Linked DNA regions of Gossypium arboreum: region 1 is linked to region 2. Evidence: chromatin contacts called from public Hi-C data. All regions are on one chromosome and are shown on one strand. Each heading gives the region's core, a stretch centred on a gene start, on an enhancer-like site or on the middle of the called end of the contact. The rest is flanking DNA. Distances are from core to core; before and after follow the strand shown. Region 1 holds the start of LOC108488834 (calcium-binding protein KRP1-like). Region 2 holds the start of LOC108465237.

Evidence for each region. A called contact is a pair of places that touch in the nucleus more often than the background predicts.
Region 1: a contact with region 2 is called in a Hi-C map of leaf, with 4 times the contacts expected there. The contact joins the promoter of LOC108488834 here to the promoter of LOC108465237 in region 2. A contact is called at or near these places in 3 of 5 Hi-C or Micro-C datasets (all in leaf).

What each region holds. Positions count from the first base shown.
Region 1 is chr10:1,764,091-1,768,308 of ASM2569848v2, forward strand. It overlaps LOC108488834 (calcium-binding protein KRP1-like), which reads left to right and starts at 2,799. Exons shown (of 1, transcript XM_017793116.2): 1 at 2,799-3,489. The coding sequence starts at 3,004. The coding sequence ends at 3,339.
Region 2 is chr10:1,623,646-1,627,906 of ASM2569848v2, forward strand. LOC108465237 reads right to left here and starts at 1,650. Exons shown (of 14, transcript XM_053019913.1): 1 at 1-1,650. The coding sequence starts at 1,331.

The DNA.
Region 1 (4,218 bases), core at 1,549-4,048, 140 kb after region 2:
AATTCCAAGGTTGTGCTCCAAAATTTTAATTGAAAACTTTAAACTCAATTTTTTTCTTAAAAAAAATGCCCTATAAATTTGGATTAGGTCGGAAACAAACAGGTTTGGTTATGAGATTAAGAACTTTCCTGCTGAGCTAGTTAATTCGTTGTTTATCTTCTAATTTAAGAATCACTAACTAGTTTCTATATTATTGATGGAGGGAAAAAAAAGGGGAAACTTGGTGGAATTATGAAAGTACCACAAATGAAAAACCAAGCATACTAAAAGGCAAATTTGATCATTTGTTTACAAGTTAAAAGAAGGAATGAAAAGATGAGCAACTAGGAACCTTCTTTCCAAACCCATAATAGAAACAATACAAGTTCTAATGGAACAAAGTGGGTTAATAGACCAGTTGAATTTAACTAAATGGAGGCTTTGCTTATTTTTCGCATTGTGTTATCATGGATGCAAGTTGAAGGCATTGCAATATGGGTTATCATATGTACTCATTTTCATTTTTACATTTCTTACAAACGTGGGATTACTCAACATTACAATTTATATAAGGTTTAGATTAAAAAGGAGGATGAAGGTTCGCACAATGGTATTGAAAGCCTCTAGGAGATTGATCTCAAGGAAGTGGTGGGATTATTCAATTGTTTTGTTATTAAGAGTTATATAATGTTTTGTAGATTGAATTTTAGTTCGATTAGCATGGGTATTGTTGTTAATGTAAGGGACATGGGTACGAGTGTGTTGAAGCGCATTTTCTTTCAATTTATGGGTTAGAAATGAACTATGAGTAGTTCTAAACATTATGAGAAAAAACTAAATATAATCAGAACCTAGAATGAAATTATTCAAAAAGAATTATATATTGATCCGAAATACAAGGTCTTATTCTTTTAAAGAGGATTAGCTAGTATGGTACCATAATTAGAATTTCATTTAGGCCTTATTGGTCTTTGAAATTGAAAATTCTTTAAAGATCTATAAAATTTTTCATTTTGACTTTTAATATTTTATAATTTAGTTACAACCCTATTTATTTTCATTATACTAATTTATAAAATTTTCCATGGAACTCTCATATGAAGTTTCTCATTATTAACCGGATTAACAAGCATCATTCTACCCCCAATTAATTTCATGGTCAATGTACATAGAATCACCCAAAGGAAATTACCTGAAATCTGAAAGCATTACCCTTAGGTTACAAATATATATAAATACAAAACAAATTATAAATATGTTAAAAGCAACTAGGAGAACCAATTTAATACCTAAATATAACATGATAAAATCTATCCATAATTATTACGTATAATAAATCTTAAATTTTGATGGGTCTCATTTTTTTACCAACAATAACAAAACATTATTTGTGAGAATTATAATTCCTTAATTAGACATTACCATCATCATAGTCTATAAACTATATATAAAAGAAAGGTCCTAAGGTCTTACATTACATCGGTTTAAGTTAAGCTTTTTTTTTACATGATAAAATAATGGTTAAATTTCAACTATGATCCGTCTACTTTTTGAGATTATATAATAATGGTTAAATTTTAGTTTTGATCCTTATACTATGCTCAACATTTAATTTTTATACTTTAATTTTTACATAATTTGGTACCTTAACTTTCACAATGTCATTAATTAGCCTAAATACTTTGTTCTAACTAAAATGTTGATGTGACTTTTAAGAATTGTTAAATCGTTAAATTTTATTTGTTAAATTTAGTTATTTAAGTCCATTATAATGTCATCTTTTTTATCACATGGCTACTAAGTGAGGTTTTTATTTTTTTTCAATATGCTATAACAACAAAAAATTTTAACATTGTTAACAATAAAACTTAAATTTTAAATTTAAAAATAAAAAATTAAATTCTTAAAAATAAAAATATAAAACAAAATGATAATCTATTACCCAAAATAATAATAATGATAATCAGTGGACCAACCTAATGATTGATTATCTTTAAAGCTTATAAATATAATCACAATTTGGAAGGTGTGAGAATATTTGAAAAGATATTTTTCGACTATTCTTATTCCCATGGTACATATCCTTAGCAGCAGTGCTTTTCATGCTGAGAGGAAAGCGACTCATCTAACTTATTCGAAGTAGGATTTTTTAAATATATAAAAAATTTATCAGTCAAATTATGTTAAATTTTGAAATAATCCTAATACCTTTACTATGTTAAATTTTGAAATTTTAAAATTTCTTATCAATGTGCAAGAGGAATTTCTCATCAATGTGTAAGGGCGAAAAGAGGGGAAAGAAAAGGGCAAGCAAACCCCCAAATCCCAAAATTTATAAAATCATAAGTTAATATATAGTAAAATTATAGTTTAGCCCTAAGAAAAATTTCTGGCTTCAACCCTATCAATGTGAATAGCAAATGGTGTTAGCAACTTAAACTAACTAATAATCTTATAAAAATAGTACCAATTTAGATTAAATTAAAATATAAAAATTAAATCTCAAATTTTTACCCAATCAACATTACCATAACCAAATTTTATACCTAGTACCACTTATGGAAAACGCATAAAACTAGGTTTCGTGTGTTTCCCTCCCAACACATTCGCCAATTCACTTCAAAATTCATCAATAGGTGACACAATCTGATGATGATAGTGACGTGCAAAGTCCGATTATGTACACATTTGCTAGTGGCTCAAAACTAGACAAACAAATGTTGTCCAACTTCCAAGCAAGCAATTACACGTATAAATCCAAATCCTTTTTTAAGAATAAATACCGTCGTCACCAATTGGTACCTCCCCCCATGCAACTTCGAGGAAAGAGAACGTTTTCAAAACGAAGCCGGCCATGAACTTATATACCCCCCACCAACAAAACGCCGCCTGCAACAACCTTCCTCTTACCTGTACATTCATTGTCATCAGCAATCCTTTTCTTATATACATGAAGTTATAAATACCCTACACGCCTAGTTGCCTAAATAGCATGCACTTGAAAATTTCTCAAAAAGAATAAACATGGCAGATGCTATTGTGTTCGAGGATTTCTTCCCTGCCATGGTGGATAAGTTAGGTGCAGAAGGGTTTATGAAAGAGCTATGCAATGGGTTTAGGTTGTTAATGGATGGGGAGAAAGGGATGATAACATTTGAGAGCTTGAAGAGGAATTTGGCTTTGTTAGGGTTACAAGATATGGATGATGATGAAGTGGTTTGTATGTTGAGGGAGGGGGATTTGAATGGTGATGGTGGGTTGGATGAGATGGAGTTTTGTACTTTGATGTTTAGGTTAAGTCCTGCTTTGATGAAAAGTTCAAAGAGTTTGCTTGAAGAAGCTTTGGTTACTGAAATGTAACCCTTTTTAATTGTAGCCATTGTTCTTTGTTTTAGGGCATTGTTTTGCTATATTTGTCTATGATGAAATCAAACGTCTCTTTTATTTTTATTTTTTTCATGATGTAATAACATAATACAGAGAAATATATTATCGGAATTTAAGATAAAATTTTTATATTTTAATTTGACGAAATTTGATTTTCTTATTACTTTCTACGATGTTATTAGTTAATAATCATATTTAAATTAAAATATATATAATTCGCATATAAATAAACTAAACATCCATTCATAATAATTACGCATGATGTAACCATGGAATGAGTTTGTTTTAGAATTTCAGTTGCTTCTACGCTTTGATTGAAAAATTCAAAGTTAGAAAAAGAACAAACCGCAAATGGACAAAGGAAGAAAACAAATTAACAAAGATACATATGAGACATCTTTGGTTGTTTTCCACATTCTTGGGGCCAATATTGAGGATTGAAATGAAACATATATCTTACTTGTAACCTCGGATCCTGTTTAGTTTTAGACTCAAATGCTAGATATATAAGGAATTTCTGAAATGAAAAATAAAAGACGAATATAGAGAAAATAAAGGATGGGTTATTCGAGGTTAGGCTAATTGTTGCAAATATTGCTAATTGGTTCTATCATGACCCAAAAAAGCCATAAGTTTAATTTAGACTTGTTAGTAGAATTCACTTCATACCGATCTCGACTAAGTTTTATCTCAATTAGCAAAGATATTATTGTCAATGTAAGAGGACGTGAATTAGAATACACTCAAGTGGATTATCTTCCTATTTATGGATTGGGAGGGACTATGGATAATTCTAGAAATTGTATTAAAAAGAGTAAACATGATCAAAACCTATCACTGAAATCAATTAAT
Region 2 (4,261 bases), core at 400-2,899:
AATTGTAAATTTGCAGCTTCATCCAAATGTTGAAGATCAACCAAATCCCCTTCCCATGTCATACATCCAATTCCAGAAATAAACGCATACGCGGTACACGAACAATTCCCCAAGCAACTTGTTTCACAAGCATCTATATTACCAGCAGACAACAACAAGTTTGACGAATCAGGTAACTTTACGTGCTTTAATCCTTTAAACCCATCTTCCCCTGCACTACCATTAGTCCTCTGGCACTGCAATTCGATCCGCCGTTCGCAACCACCCGACCAATTCCCTTTACTCCATTGATCTGGGGACTTTGGCCTAAACCCATCTATACAACTACATTTCACAGCTTCAAAGTTATCACAAGTAGCATGGTTACCACAATGGTTATACAGGTCACATACATTACCCGGATCCGGCTGTGTCTGCATAACGGTCCACATTTTCCGATCATCGTCCCACCTCGATTGTTGTTCCCTTCCATCCCAAGTTAACCTAAACCTCAACAAATCGGAAGGGCTTGAAGGATCATATGTGAAATATTGTGTCCTATTTTCATCAGGTTGTGATAACTTAAACCCATACAAGAAACTAGCAATATCACTCATGTTAGGTATCCCTGTAAAGATCACTGAATTCCATTGCCCACTTCTCCATCTTCTTCCCTTATTTTGATCCCATATAATAATTTGTGGACCACCATTAGGATCAACACCCATAGTGAAATTCCCTAACGAAGGATCATTACTTGATTTCCATGATCTAAAAACATGAAACTCACCTATTAATGAACTTACTGGTGCTCTCATACCAGGCAAAAATGTATCAGTTGGATGTTCAAAGCTTTGCCAATGAACTTTACTTGTATCAGTGTTTGATAACACTAAATTGCCTGTATCCCTGAGAATTGCTGCTGTGTTGTTTGATAAACCTGTAAGATTAGATGACCAAACCAAATTAGTGTTCCCATTAAGAACAACTAAGTTACCATCAACCCCAATCCTTAAAACACCATTCTTGGTTGGTATTGGGTTGTCTCTATTTGCAACCCATACAACTGTTTTCACATCAACCCTATACCAAATTCCAACATATCTGAAAGTTGAGTTTTCAGGACTGAAAAACCCTAGTTCAAATGTTTCATTTTCAGACACTAAACTATCGCCGCCATCTGCAACACTTTCTCCTTGTCTGATTGTATCAACAGCACAACAAAACTGAGCAAAATACAGAACATAGATCAATGAAACCAGAAAACCAGAAACTGGGTTTTTCATGTTGGTTTCCATAACATGAGAAAAGCAGAGATTTTGAACAACAACAACAAAAAAAAAAAAAAACATGCGAAGGGTTTTAAGAGACTAAAAGTATATGCTGCTCACACACTGTAACAAACACGTTTGTGACAGGATTTATTCGGTTTGAAGTTTTGACCAAAAAGGAAAACTATTGAACGAGGAATCACAAAGGTTTGTACGGTTAGGTAATTAGACAAGAAAATTGACATACTTTTAAGTTCTATACCACATGGCTTTGACAAGCTCGAATCTTTTTTTTTTTTTTTGAGGCAACCACCATTGTTGTTTATCAATCTTAGAAGCAATAAATTCATAATGAATATGAGTATAGATACAATGGTTTTGGGTTAAAATATTTTACACATTACACCATGTGCTGACAAGCAACATGTCAGAGTTGGTTGTTTTAGAGTTGGTTAACTTATGTCATAGGTACTTGTACTTTGCACAAATTCGAAATTTAATCCTTATACTTATATTTTTAGGGATTTAATCCCTTTCATTTCAAGATTCAGGTTTTGTTAAATTGGTTAGTGTGACATTTTGAAATAAAAAAAAAACTCACTTGTAGCAATTTAACTAAAAATAACATTGTAATGAATTTGAATTTTGAAACTTGAAAAGTAAAAGAGTAAATTCTTAGAAACAAAAGTAATTGAACTAAATCCGAATTTATGAAGAGTTCAAATACTTTAGCATATTTTAACTTTTAGAGTTTTATACATCTTTGTACTTTTAGACTTTAAAAACATATTACTTCTTGTTTGATTTGAGTACAACACAATTACGATGTGAGTGAAAATATAAAATAAAAAATCTTGATAATAATATAATTTATTTTATAAAAATAAGTTTTTGATAATTTTCTAACTAAGTTGAGACTCAATTAATGGGTGAAAGTCACATAATGAATGACATTATTATAGTATAATTTTATTCAAATTTAACAGAACTTGGTTAACCTTCGACTTCAATTTTAGATTAAACAACCAAAGACATTAACTTCTTGGAATTAAGAGTAGAAAGAATAAATTTAAAAAATTCAAAGAGTTAGGGACTAGAGGAAAAATTAGACCCTTTTCTCTACCTCGATTTTCTAAAATAGTCAGATGGGATGCAAATATAATACTATGCCGTCAAAGGACCAAATAAAGTGGAATTATAAGCTTCCAATAATATTAAATAGAGAGAGAACAAATTGCTTTTAATAGTTAAAAAGAAAACAACAAAATTAAAGGAGATAAGAATAAACTTCAATTAGTATAATGATTTTTTTTGTGCTAAAAGAAAAGTAACTGTTAATGCAATTAAACAATTTGAAGGTGGCTGGCAGCTGTTAATTTCAAAATGGGCTGCCTTTTTTGGAGGTCGCAATTGGACCTATATGATTTGGTGAAAATACTATAAACACCCTTCAATTATTTCACTTACTTTATTTTTTACCCCCTATCTTTTGGTAAAAATATCATAAACATCCTTCAATCATTTTACCCTTTAAGGTAAAATATTGATGTTGAATGCAATGGAAGATATATAAAAAAAAGTTTACTTAAAATAGGTAAAAAAAGGTTAGGAACACTTTTTTTTTTTTTGGAAGGAAGAACCATTATTTAGAAAAGTCTTTAAATCAATCACGTGAAAGATATTTTTATATTGAAGTTGACAAAAGTAGCTGCAGCCACCATATGGGACCCTTTTTTTCTGCCTTGTGCTTGGACTATCTGGAATGGAATGGACCCATTGAAGGGATTCTCAAGCTCAGTCCTTGAGGTTCCATGAAATTTCTGGTTATAGGCTTTTAAAGAAAAAAAAAAAAAAGGAGAGAGGTTTTAGTTAGATATAAACCAAGACTAGTATGGGACATTGATAAAGGGTTAAATTGTCTTTTAACTATATATACTCAGAATTTGATTTTAGTCCCTATGCTTTGTTTTAGTATAATATGGCCTTTCATTTTTATAATGTTGTTAGTTAATTAAAATAATTAATATAATTAATTGTTATGATTAAAATGAGGATATGGTTTTTCTTTTTTGAAAACACCATTCTACAAAAAATCATGTTTGTGTGATGAGTTAAAATGAATGTTTATAAGAAAAAATGTCAATATTTTAAATAGTTAATTGTATTAACAATTTTTCAACTTGATCAATCAACTTTTTGGATTCACATTAGTCTTAAAATTTGGTAAAATTTTCCTATTTGATCTCTAAACTTGAATTTTGTTAAAGTATGATGATATGACACTCTAAAATTATATAACTTCGTCACTTGAAAATTTTACATGAAATTAAAAAAATTAAAAAGTATAAATTTCTTTACAATTTTAGATTTTTTAAAATTAAAATTTTTATATGATGACGTGACATAACTTCAAAATATCATGTCATCATATCTTAATAAAATTCAAGTTCAATCTCATATGGACAAAAACAAGATCAATGAACAATGTAAAAAAAGTTACAAAGTTCATGGACTACGACTTTGTTTACCATTGAAATTGAAAATCACTTTTCAACTCAAACATTGATTTTAAAATAATATTTTAACCCCAAGCAAAAAAAGCTGAAAATTTTAACCTTTGACTTTTGAAAAAGTGTTTTCAATGAAATTACCTTTTATCCCCATTAATTTTTCTACCTTATAACATTATGTTTAAAATTAACATTTCATTTTCTCAAAAATTCTTTTTTAGCAACATTTTCAACCTCAATAATAAATTAAATATTATTTTATCCCACTAACTATCACATAACAAAAAAAAAAAAAAAGAAAAAAATCAAATTATGCTAAGTTAAATATAATAATTAAATTCTAAATTTCATTGAACAATAAAACAAAAATTGACCTTGATAAATTAAATAATTATATTTTAGAGTTGTATTATAGATCATACGTGTCGGTATATTGGTCTTTGGAGTCTGATTCCTCCTTTAGAAATATGATAGTTGAACCTATGATTATCGCATCAAAGA